Regions from separate parts of the Mus musculus genome. Here region 2 is linked to region 1. Evidence: chromatin contacts called from public ChIA-PET data. All regions are on one chromosome and are shown on one strand. The core of a region is the stretch at or near the end of the contact, and the rest is flanking DNA. Distances in the headings are between cores, read along the strand shown.

Region 1 (5,810 bases), core at 3,185-5,684:
CCTTGCTAGTGTCTTTTCTTCTGCTACATCATCAGATTCTTCAGCCTCCATCCTGCACCTCTGTATCATGATTGCTCTCCCACCATCAAACACACGGCTGCTTTACAGAAGCATTTGGGTTTGCTGTTATTTTGAGAAAGGTCTCACTGTGTAGCTTCGTCTAGCCTAGAACTCTCTATAGCGTAGACCAGGTTGGCCTTGAACTCATAGAAATTCACTTGCCTTGGCTGAGATTAAAGGCATCACTACCACACCCAGCCCACAAAAAGGACTTTTGACAAAGAAAACGCTGCTTAATTGTGATTGGTTTGAGCCAGATCTTAAATAGCAAGTTTCAAACTCTATACCAGTTGGACAGTTCCTGTCCTTGATTCTTTAGGGATAATCTATATTATTTTAAGAAAAAAGTTTCAAGTAAATATTGTTTGAATTTTAACAATTTTTAAATGTTTTTAAATTCCTTTGTACAGATCTTATAACAATCACCTTTTGTCTCCTCACAGTTTTTTCTTCAGTTTGCAAATACTTTCATACATTCAGGGCACCATCCTGGGCATTGTGCTGGGTGCTCTGAAAGGGACCCCGAGTTGCACACGGGCTCTGCCTTAGGAGACCTGAGTGTTGAGTAGAGGTGAACATGTAGCCCTTGCATGGCACGCTGCAGTAGATGGGAGACTTACATCGACAGGGGAGAAACTAAGCCTTCTTGGAACAAGTGGCCGTGGACATGGTGCATAAAGTAGATGCTTGTCTTTAATAAGTAGGCATAGATAGTAATAGTGCCAAAACTAAACAAAGACACTGAAAATGTGGTCCAGCAGTCCAGTATTCCAAAGGAATGTTAACCCCAAATACTTAGTCTTTGCTTCTGTAGTGTGTGCTTTTATGTGTGGCTGTGCTGTGCTCATTATAATTTAGGCCATTGGCTCTCAATCCTAAGGCTGCAGCCATGTGGTTATTTTGGTTGTCACTTCATACTTGTCAATTTGCTGCTGTTATAAATCATAACATAAACATCTGTGTTTTCCAATGCTCTTAGTTGACCCCTGTAAAAGGGTCGTTTGACCACCAAAGAGGTCGAAACCCATAGGTTGAGAACTACTGATTTAGACTAATGGTTTCCGAGCTGAGACATATATTAGACAATCTGCCTCACTTCAGTTAAATCACACTGTAAGAGTAGCATGCATGCATTTCTAAAATTCCTCAAACGAGTCTGACACTGATCTGATTAAGGAACCACTCATCTACACCCTGTACACTTAGGTAGGTTCATGGGGCATGCAAGGAGCCCTTCACTAAACCAAGAAAGGGGTGTGATTATGTCTGAGCCTGTTCCCACTACACAGCAGGAAGCAGCAACCTCCACCTCTCTGTCCCCACCCCTCCTCCCACAGCATTTACAGTTCCTAAAGTCACCTCTGTGTGCTAGTCACTGAAACATTCTCTTGTGTTCTCTGCCCTCGCCTGCCCTCCATCCTGCTGCCCTTGCAGTCACTGTTTGCACCGTGGCTGCTCCAGGCCAGACCAGTCCAGCCTCAGCTCTGTTGCTCTGCCCAGTCTTTCTGGCTCTCTCCTCCCTAGACATGCTGTTCTCCTGCCTTGACTTTTCCGTTCCCGGTTCCTTTCACCTCTTCCTTGTCATGTCCTGGTCCTGAGCAGTCACATCTAGGAAGCTTCTCTGCCGGTCATCCCTGTCTGGGTGAGGCAGCATGGCCACGAGCCACCATGCTGCTAGGGTAGAGTTCACACGCTCTTTATTAATTGGTATTGAAGTTTCGTCTACATTAAAATAGTAGCCCTTTTAGGAATTGACTTGTTCACATTTGTTTCCTTATCTCGTGTCTAAAAGGGTTCAGCATATGAGAGTTACCCAATAAAAATGCTAAGCAAACTGAGAAATGTGCCCACCCACATTTTTGAGTACTTACAATATGCCTCCCCTCTTAACTGAACATTTACTCTGTGCCTGGTTCCTGTAAATTCCCTTAAATTAGATACCATTACTCTCCCCTCTACAGATAAGGAAGCAGGCTTCCAAATAGCCAATGAAGAAGCAAAATCTGAGTTGTTCATTCAGGTGTCTTTATGAACGTGATAGTTCACACTCAGTCTGAATTAATGGTCTCTCTGATTGAGGCTATAAGAATATTAAAGAATCATATATAAACGTACAAGTTTTTGTTTATTGTTAATTGCTAATATTACCATTGCCTGTGATGGCTGTTAAAATAATTCTTTAAAAGCTGGGATCTTGTATAGTTTAGCCATTGGTTTTCTTGTCTGATGCTTACAGTTTTCCTAGTCTTCCAGTGCAAATGGACTCAGCAGTTTTCTCAGTTTGAGAGTTAGAAGGAGTCAAATTATTAACAGATTTTACCCCAGCTTCCACACCCATCCTCCCTTCCTACTTATGAGCCCAGAGCTTGAGCATTCTTCCTGAGAAATCTGCCTTCAAGTGGAGAAGTTGCCTTCCATCTACCTCCCTGATAGTAAGCAGTGAAGTGGCCTGATGCTGGCCAGAGCAGGGGAGGGCAAAGCAAGCCAGAGTGATGTTCACACAGAATTATCCAGCCCTGGGCCAGGGAGTGTTCTCTGGCTTTGTCCTTCTAAGCTTTAGCAGTGAAGTTATTCAGGGAGGCGCTGTTTCCCTGTACACTGAGACAAGCTTGATTTTCAGTCTCTGCCATGGTTGTTTTGATTCAGCTCTGTGGGCTCCATGCCTTGCACTTCTGACAGGGTCTCTAGAAAAGAAACTGGGTGAGCTGAGTCAACATAGCCTTGGCTTCTGGGGCAGGTCAGGCACAAGCAGGCCTTGACCGTTGCCACCCTTGTTTGTAACTGTGTGGTACAGGCCAAGGAGTGGCTGTGGGGTGGGAGTGAGTGGGCCCGAAAGATGGAGGTGCTGAGTGAGATGTATGTGAATCAACTCGGCTTCAGTGCCTCCAGAGTGGAAGTGGCTGCTGGTGGCCTGGATGAACTCGGTTTCCTGAGACTGAGCAGTGTCCTGAGATGTGAGACTTGTCCTGACATACAAGGATGGTGGCCGTTATGTTTAACTGGACTGTACTGAGATGGACAGAGGCAACAGAGATTGAAAACATTGTGTCTGGCCTTACTCCTGTGTGACTCACTCCAGCCCAGGAGAACAGCCCGTCTAATGCTTTCCTTGGGCTTCCTGATCAAGTAGTTAAGGCAGTGGGTCCTGATGTACTCTCCCTGGGTTTTGCTCTCCCAGTATCCCACTCGGCATCCCACTTGGCATCCCAGAAGGTATCCTTGGCAGGCCAGGAGCTATTAGATCTTTGCATCCCTGCCCCGGGCCTCTGCCTCCTGCTGCTACAGCTGCTGCAGTAGGTATAATGATTAAAGAGGGTGTGACTGTGCGCTTCCGCCTCCTTTCGTGCTTACTTCCCACGGCTCTGCTTTGATGCAGCTGGCTGAGCTGGGGTATTTGGGAGCATCCAGAGGACCCACAGCTGAGTCTATCAGGTACCCTGCAGCAGCTGTTATCTGAGGCGGCAGCAACAAAGGAAGGGTGCATGGCAGATATGCAGGAAGAACACCAGACAGGTCTCTGCTCCAGAGGGTTGCAATCAGCCGGTGTACATGTGGAGCTGGTGATTGTGCTGGAGAGAGGCAAGGGGAGGAGATGGTGTTTTCCACAGTTATCAAGATAAACAGAGCGGCCGGGGCCATCTGTGCAGCTGTGGCAGTGTGCCGATGAGCTGAATTACTTTATCTTTACCCAGTGGGAATTAACACATCCCCCTTTCTACCCAGGGGAGAAAGACTGCGGCTAACAAAACTAGTCAGTCGTTTGAATCTTCCCGCAGAATGGTGATAATTTATAGGACTGTCTGGATGTCTCCTTGTTCGGACATTTAATTAGTGAAAATAACAGCCTAGAAGATGAAATGGCTCTGTTGGCTAAGACAAATATTTGAGGACCTGGTAGGAGGACTGGGGCTAAGAGGCTGGAGAGGCAGTTGGAAGGGAATGGATAAGGAATAGAATTGTAGCCCGAAGGCTGAAGTGGAGATGGAAATGGTCCTGCCTACCAGTTTTCAAGTGGCCACAGAAACTTGAAGGCTACAGGTCTCAGACTGCAAAAGGCCCTACAGGTCCTTGCTGGAACTCTGAATATCCAAAGAGATGGGCATTCCCTTATGACAGGTAGTGAAGGCTTTAGTGGTGGTCACACCGTGAACATACCTCAGTTCTCACACCCTTCAGAACAGAACCCTAGCAAAACACAAGCAAGGCTGTGTAGACATAAACCCTGATCATATGGAAAAGAGCAAACTGTGAAGCCCATGAACAAGTGCACCCTCAGAAAGGCACGAGGCACCTGCACAGCACCAACAGTGCACCGGGCAGGAAAGGGCTGAAGGGAGGAGGACCAGTGCCCACTTCCCCACTGCATACAACCTGACCGTTCTCCCCAGCCAGAGTGCAAAACTGGGAACTTAACTGATGAGGGCAAAATAAGAGCATGCTAAGCCAGGGGTGCACAGTTAAGAAGGGCCATACTTCAGGGGTGAACTCATCACTTGTAGAGACAGAACCCTGCATTGTTAATACCCTAACACACTCGCGCGCACACACACACACACCCATATGCACAGAGATGGGCAGTTTTGGGTCCAGCTTTATGACTTGCTTCCAGAACACTAGCATCTCGGTCCTTATCCTTCTTCCTTGCAGCGAGTTAGAGATCTCTCCCTAGTTAATCTGGCCAGCCCATGAGAAGGTAAGCTGAAGGACCTAAAAGGGGGCTTTTGCCCACAGTTGCCTGTTTCTGTTGTTTGTTTGCTTGTATATAGGGAAATGAAAACTTCAAAAAGCCATTGCCATCTTTAGAGAGATTAACAAACAACAGCAGTTTTATACCAAGAATGCCATGAGAAGGAAGAGTTAGAGAATAGGAAGTATTGTTAGAGAGTTGCTGTATTAAAGCGGAATCAGAATATCAGTAAGCAGCCTAGACACTGAGGTTGAACTCTCCAAGAAAGGAGATGAAACCAATGAAAAGACTTATGCTGAAGGGAAGGCATAAAAGTGCAGGTCAGGGTTCACAGGGTCTCATAAGGTTCTGGTAATCCAAACGTCAAGTGTCATTGAGAAAAGGCCCTGGGGAAGAAGTCAAGACTAACAATTGAAATTTTGTGCAATGTGTGGGTTTCTAGATGGCAAAACCCACCCCAGGCTCATCTTCATGTAATTTCTGAGAATGGGGCATCTAGACGTAATCCATGCGCTTCTAGAGCAGGCTGTGGTCAGATAGTACAATGGTCTTTCAGTACCAAAGCAGTTGACTGACAAAATGATACTCTTCTCAGAGCTCCCGAGGAAAACAGTTGGTAGTTTAAAGGCCCATACCACATACAATGGCAGCCAAACAGGAAGGCGTACTAGAAGGTGGCTCAAAGTCTGTAACTATTCATCTTCCAGAAACCATTTCTCAGGAAGCTTTTGGTAAGCGTGTGCTCCACCAAAGTCACAGAACAAAACTGCAGAGAGGAGGAGAGACATAAAAACGGCTGTGGGGTGGGGTGGGAGCTAGAGGGGGCCAGGCTTGGCTGTGCCTGGCCAGGAGACCTAGGAAGATAGCTTGAAAAGAAAGCAATTACTACATCTCCTTGATGCCTCAGGATGTTGAGAGCAGCACATCAGCTGAGCGAGAGCTACTGGAAGAAAGGGTTTATGTGGAGTTCCTAGAAAATTAAGCAAAGCAAAAATCCCTTGAGCCATGGTCCTTTGGTGGCACATGCCTGTCACCCTAGCTTTTGGTGAGATCAGGCACACAG
Region 2 (5,891 bases), core at 3,379-5,878, 110 kb before region 1:
TATGCCTGATCATTTTGATCTCAGAGTTAGCTAGCTCCAACAGCACACCTATGAGACATCTCCTGAAAGACTGGGGAGGTGGCTTAGTAGCTAAGGCCATCAGCTAGGCTTCATGAGGTACCCAGTTTGCTTTGCAGAGTCAGGGATGGCTATAGATGGCTCAAAACCCCTGCACTAATGACTTCCATGGCAACTGCACTCAGGTGCGCACACAGACACACTGCACACATAATTAATAAAAAAAAATTAAGTTAGAAAAGAAACATCTGTGGAGTATGCATCATCTTGTGTGCTGAGTGAAATGTTTCGAGAGGGAATCCATTTGAAGGGAGGGGAGAAATCCTTGAGCCCTGAGTTAGAGAGTATAAATCACAAGTCAATATGAACTTCAGATAATCCTTTATCCAGCAGCGATGTGTGACAGCACTTGGAGGTGGGAAAATTCCCTCCTTGTGTACTTTTGGAGAAATCCAGTGTTTTTATTTGGTACAGTTGCATATTCATTCCTAACAGACTGCGTTCTGAAAGAATTGGACTTTTATAGATTCTATGAATATTCAGAGAGTCACCAGAGCCGAGTCTGTCCTTTACCTTATGTGTCTAGACCCATCTGTCATTTCTTGCTAGATAGTTCTACTTCTCTTTCGCAGCGTTTGCCTTTTGGATAAAGCATTCCCCATTGTTGACCGGGGGTGGGTGGGGGTGGGGGGTTGGGGGTTGCTGGTGGCTTTGGTTCTCTGCTTGAAGGTAGGCAGTCCTCAGAGTGGATCTTTGGAGGGACACAAAGACAGATGGACACAGCCTTCTGTCTGTCAGTGTTCCCTCTGGGCTGTCTCCCATACCTTGGGTGGTGGTGTTCCCTCTGGAAAGCAGTTAGGACATTGTTTAGCATACTGGCTCAGCAAGGGGCACAGGATGGCTGTTGCCACTAACTCATCAGAGAACTTGGCAAGCAGCAGACCAGACTCTGGAAGCCTTATTCATTAGCATATTAATTGACATGACCATTAGCCTTAAGCCCAAATTTTAAAAGTTGTCCCATGAGTCCCTTCTCCTGGTACCCTCTTATTTCTCTCAAGCCTATTTACATCTTAAAAAACAAAAGCATGCTTTCAACATTTTAAAACTTAGGCTCCTTTTGATAAACTTGAAAGTCTTATAGTACCTTTACTATTATTTAAGATATTAATTAAAAGGAAAGAATCAAAGTAATGACAGTCGTGAAGGCCATTTTTCATCCTACAGTTGAGGTCATTGTGAGGTTGCTTGCCTGCCACAAGCTTGACAGAGTCCGGTGTAGGTCACTTTCACCTCATGGTGCTCATTTGCTTTATCATTGTCATACAGGGTGTGAGGCTCCTTTCCAGTGTCCTCCGTGTGCTGTGTCCTTTGAGGTTACACTCATGCCCAGCTCCCCCTGCTCAAAGGTTGGGAAGCTTGACTCCCCTACTGTCTTCTGTCATCCCGCTTTAAACCCGTAACTAGGAAGAAGCAGGTGAAGTAATTGAGATGGCTTAAGTGAGGCATTTTTATTCCTGAGCACATCCTGTTCCCTGTGAGCATCCCGTGGGGCTGCGCTACCGTTCCTCCTCTTCAGTGTCCTTACTTTCCAGATGTCCCTGCAAGGTCAGCGAGGCCCTGTCTGCCAGCCTCACTCAGACTCACTCCCATGCCAGCGGCCCTTCTGTGTACGGTGAGTGAAGTAAACAGACCGCAACCTCCCGGCTCTTCAGTGTGGGGCAGTAAAGGGCTGGACTTGTATAGAAAGCCGCTGTAAGGAGGTTCACTGGTTCCGCTGAGTGCTTCCCAGTCCACTAACTCCACCTCAAGTGCCCCTCCCTGTGCGATGGGTCTTTTGCAATTTTCAGTCGTCAGAGGGGCCAGAGAAGAGAACTGACATCTTTGAAGATGTTCTGTGCATGTTTGAGGTGGTAGGGCCAGATGTAGCTCTTATATTGTGAAATTGAACCCTCAGTGTTGGCATGAGATGGGAACCCATTGTTCCTTGTACATAGATGAAGACTTTCTGCTCGCCACAGAGCGGTCTGAGTTTGGACCTGAACTGTTGCTGTCATTGTAGCACTGCATCCTTGGTTCCTATGACAAGACTGACTATTTTCCAACATGTTCAAAGCTTTATATTTTTTGCATAAACAAAAGAGGAAAATCATTAATTTGTATTATTCTCTTGAAAACAGCCTAGTTCATTCTACTCAGTAACTGTTTGATTTATGATCTGGGGCAGTGTTTTCATGCCTTATGGCTTTTTATGAGTAGAAAACTGGGAATGTTATAACAACCTTACTCATTTTGGTTCTTATTGTGAATGAAAGTATGATCCTTTGACTATGAAAGATCAATGTTTGGGGGGCGGGATCAGAAGCATTTTGTATTAGCTTGAGGGAGCTGCTTCCTGCCACCTCAGGAAAACTATTTGGCTCTAGAAAACTGTTGACACACAGAAAGAGAGTACCGGATACTTTATGACCCTAACTTGCTGTTACAATGCTCACAGGTTGTGTAACAGAAGAGTGTCCCGTGATTTTTATGATCTTGTTTAAATTTGAACGTTTAGGAGTCAGTTGTCAGTTTCTACTGCAGAAGGCCAGCCACTGGCCTGGGACTGGAGGGATCCACTCGCTTCTCCTGAAGCCCTGAACCCGTGTGAGGCTCTGTCTGTCTCCTGTCCCTCAGAGCTTGTCTTAGAAGGAACAAATGAGATTTGAATAAAGAGGTTTAAATTTTGTGAGGGAAAAGTAACAGTGGGAAGATAGTATGACATGATAAATGTGACGAGATAAGCACTCGTGTTAAAAATAAATAAATAGGGCTGGTGAGATGGCTCAGTGGGTAAGAGCACCCGACTGCTCTTCCGAAGGTCCAGAGTTCAAATCCCAGCAACCACATGGTGGCTCACAACCATCCGTAACGAGATCTGACGCCCTCTTCTGGAGTGTCTGAAGACAGCTACAATGTACTTCCATATAATAAATAAATAAATCTTTAAAAAAAAAAAATTAAATAAATAAATGAATAAATAAATAAATAAATAAAGGCGCTCATGTTACTCCCTTTGTTCAGTGTGAAAAGAATGGAACAGTGGCCTCTGAGACTTGCATTTTGAACACTTGGCCACTGGAGGGCGCTATGCCACTGCAAACCACTTTTTTCAAGGGAGAAGTCATCAACTCTCATTTTTCTTCAAAGATAAAGGATTCATATTCTTGTAATACTGAATCCGTTCATACTTAACATTCAGCCTTTAGCTGTGGAAACTTGTTTGAATGACAGTAATGGCTTCATTTCAAGTTATTTAAATGTTTAATGCTGTGTAATTTACACAAATGTGTATAATCCTTTATTTAACTAGATGAAAATAATATACTGTTAACATTGTTTTTTAGCATTAATTAATGTGACTAATTATAACAAAAACCACTAAATCAGTTTCATTGCATGATCAGACTACAGAGAGGCTTCCGTCAAGCCCAGGCTGGCACAAGTCAATGCTGTCCTCAGCCCTGCCCCCTCCCCCCCATTCCACACTCTGTTTTTATTTTAAATTTGCATTCAGTGTAACTACGGCTACACTAGGTTAACTGGAGGTCCTTTTCTGCTAAAACTCATTCTTTCAATGAAGGAGGTTCATAGTACTGTTCTTCTTAAATGAAAATTACTCTCAGTATTTAAACAGAGAGAAGGAATGTCCCATGTGACAGCCCTTATCCTGGCACCTGCAAGACGAATGAGAACTCTCTTTTCTCAGGCATCCTGCCGGAGGACCCTGTGAGCCCAGCCCATGCCACCATTGACTCTCAGTAGTCAGCAAAGCAAATGCCCCGCTGTTCTCCAAGCTCTGACTGCTCTCAGAAATCAGATGAGTCCAAGTCAAAACCAGACGACAGGTTTGTGGCAGCTGGCTTGCACTGCTGTGATGTGTTCCACCAAAACTGCCCATTACAGCCCTCTGTCTGTAGACACAAGTCATTCTTTCTCAGTAAACACTGTTTCTGCAGGTGCTGGAGAAAGAAACTTTTGCTCTCTCAAAATAATTGTTAGCTCGAAACAAGCTATCTTACTTTCCTAAACTCTGGAGATTTTGTTCATAATTCGAAGAAATTTTAAGCGCTAAAGTACATAAATATCTCCTTATTTTTAGATAAAATTCTACATTTAAATTGTTTAGGTTTTCCAAAATCCTATAAACAAGGTTCATCAACTGTTTATCATACTTTTATATCATTGTAATTTTTATGTGCATGGCAATATTTTGGGAATGAAATTTTAAATGGAAAGCTTGAAAGGTGATTTTGTACGGAAAATGCAGTCTTTCAGCACACTGAGGGTTAACAGGTTTTTAATGAATTCATGTTTGTGTACATTGTAATTTTCCTTACCATACTATAAGTATTACGTTGTTTGTGTGCTGTGTGTTTGTGTACCTGTGCACACACAAGCTCTCCCACAAAGTATCATTGTCCGGTGTCACCGCTAATTGAACCACAGTGTGCTGGCTCTCGGGTAGAAGCTGAGGAGCTTCTGAAGGAGGCTGCTGGAGAGTGAGTGATGCAGGGTTTAGATTATGTTACCTCCCTCCTCTGCTCCTGGAGCTCTTCTCTGCATTTGATCCTTGCACACACTGTCTTAGTAGGTGGACGTGTCAGCCCCCTTTTACTGCTGGAAATGGAGGGTACAGCTCCAGTCTCCTGCTCCTGTAACTGTCAGCCCTCCCACCATCTTCCTCCTGTAAAAGGTGCCCGCCCACCGGCTGAATGGCAACAGATACTGGAGGCCTGGTGGGGTCTCTGGTGGGAAGTCTGGCCTTTGTTTCTCTCTGCCTTACACATTGCCTTAGGCTGTTCTGTGTGTGGGTTTTCCTCTAAATGAGATCTGGTTATTCTTTTCCCATGTTATCCATGACAAAGCAAGCAGTGAAGGAATTTTACTTTAGTGGGAATTTAACCCTGACCAAAAAGCTTCTTTCATGATAGTCTTACCCTCCCCATAGTTTGGAAAGTAGTCTCTCAACATGAAAGACAATAAACAGGATTGAAAATGGAACCGGACAGAGAAGAGATGAATGAGATATGTTGACTGTCATGGCGGCATGAGGGAGTGTTGGTTTGATTGTTATAGCGACAGCTGAAGAACTGAGGTTGGCATGGATTGCGTTGTCAGGCTGGGTGGAGGACCAAGGATGGCACGGATTGGGTTTCTTTTATTTTCTGTACTTTGGTTTCTTCTCACTTAAGAATGAGATTTTTTTTTTCTTGGTGTGTACAAACAGACAAGCTGATTTCCTTAAGAGATGTACTGTTGCCAGTATTTGACAGCTAAGATTGAATCATAAGGTAGGACATTTCCTAAAGACATTGTATGTTTTAATCAGTGCTAAGGTAGGGAAGATAGATAAGTACTAAGGTAGCAATGAAGTGAACACATGAACAGCTGTCACTACTAATTATGCAAGGAAAAATGATCGCTCGTTAAATACGTGTGTATACATACTCCTTACTTAGCAATGGCGGGGCAGGGCTTTGGCTGGCTGATGTGGTGTCTCAGGCCTGTGTAGCCAGGTTTAGGTCCGAGTTGGCACAGTGGCCAGAGTGTGCTGTTAGTCTGCCAACACATCACCTTTCTTGCCAGTGCAGCAGCCTCCAAAACATGTGGTGTCTGTCATGCAGCCTTGCCGTGTTTGTGGGAACTCGCTGTGAGTGAAGGGCATTACTTTTGTCTGTCCTGGAACTTTGTATCGTGTCCTTGAGATCATGTCTTCTCTGTGTTGGAGTTTGTTGTTTTGTTTTGTTTTGTTTTTTCGAGACAGGGTTTCTCTGTGTAGCCCTGGCTCTCCTGGCACTCACTTCGTAGACCAGGCTGGCCTCGAACTCAGA

The links. ChIA-PET counts read pairs in DNA pulled down with a chosen protein or histone mark.
Region 2: an SMC1A ChIA-PET map of the G1E-ER4 cell line shows a contact between it and region 1, with 5 read pairs. The contact joins two enhancer-like sites. A contact is called at or near these places in 2 of 15 datasets of contacts at CTCF or cohesin (the G1E-ER4 cell line and pro-B cells), 9 of 484 Hi-C or Micro-C datasets (CD4 T cells, the N1E-115 cell line, cerebral cortex and 5 more), 1 of 115 datasets of contacts at active chromatin or transcription factors (embryonic stem cells) and 3 of 9 other capture datasets (adipose tissue, liver and pancreatic islet).

What each region holds. Positions count from the first base shown.
Region 1 is chr17:30,345,080-30,350,889 of GRCm38.p6, reverse strand. The region is part of intron 6 of Btbd9 (BTB (POZ) domain containing 9); the gene reads left to right. Among named protein-coding and RNA genes, the nearest start is that of Btbd9, 230 kb to the left of the region's middle. Within about 2 kb of position 4,434, at least 67 of the 459 cell types and tissues checked have an H3K27ac peak or open chromatin away from gene starts, as enhancers often do. A contact at or near this core is called in the G1E-ER4 cell line, where this site is marked.
Region 2 is chr17:30,452,293-30,458,183 of GRCm38.p6, reverse strand. All of the region lies in intron 6 of Btbd9 (BTB (POZ) domain containing 9), which reads left to right. Among named protein-coding and RNA genes, the nearest start is that of Btbd9, 120 kb to the left of the region's middle. Within about 2 kb of position 4,628, at least 12 of the 459 cell types and tissues checked have an H3K27ac peak or open chromatin away from gene starts, as enhancers often do. A contact at or near this core is called in the G1E-ER4 cell line, where this site is marked.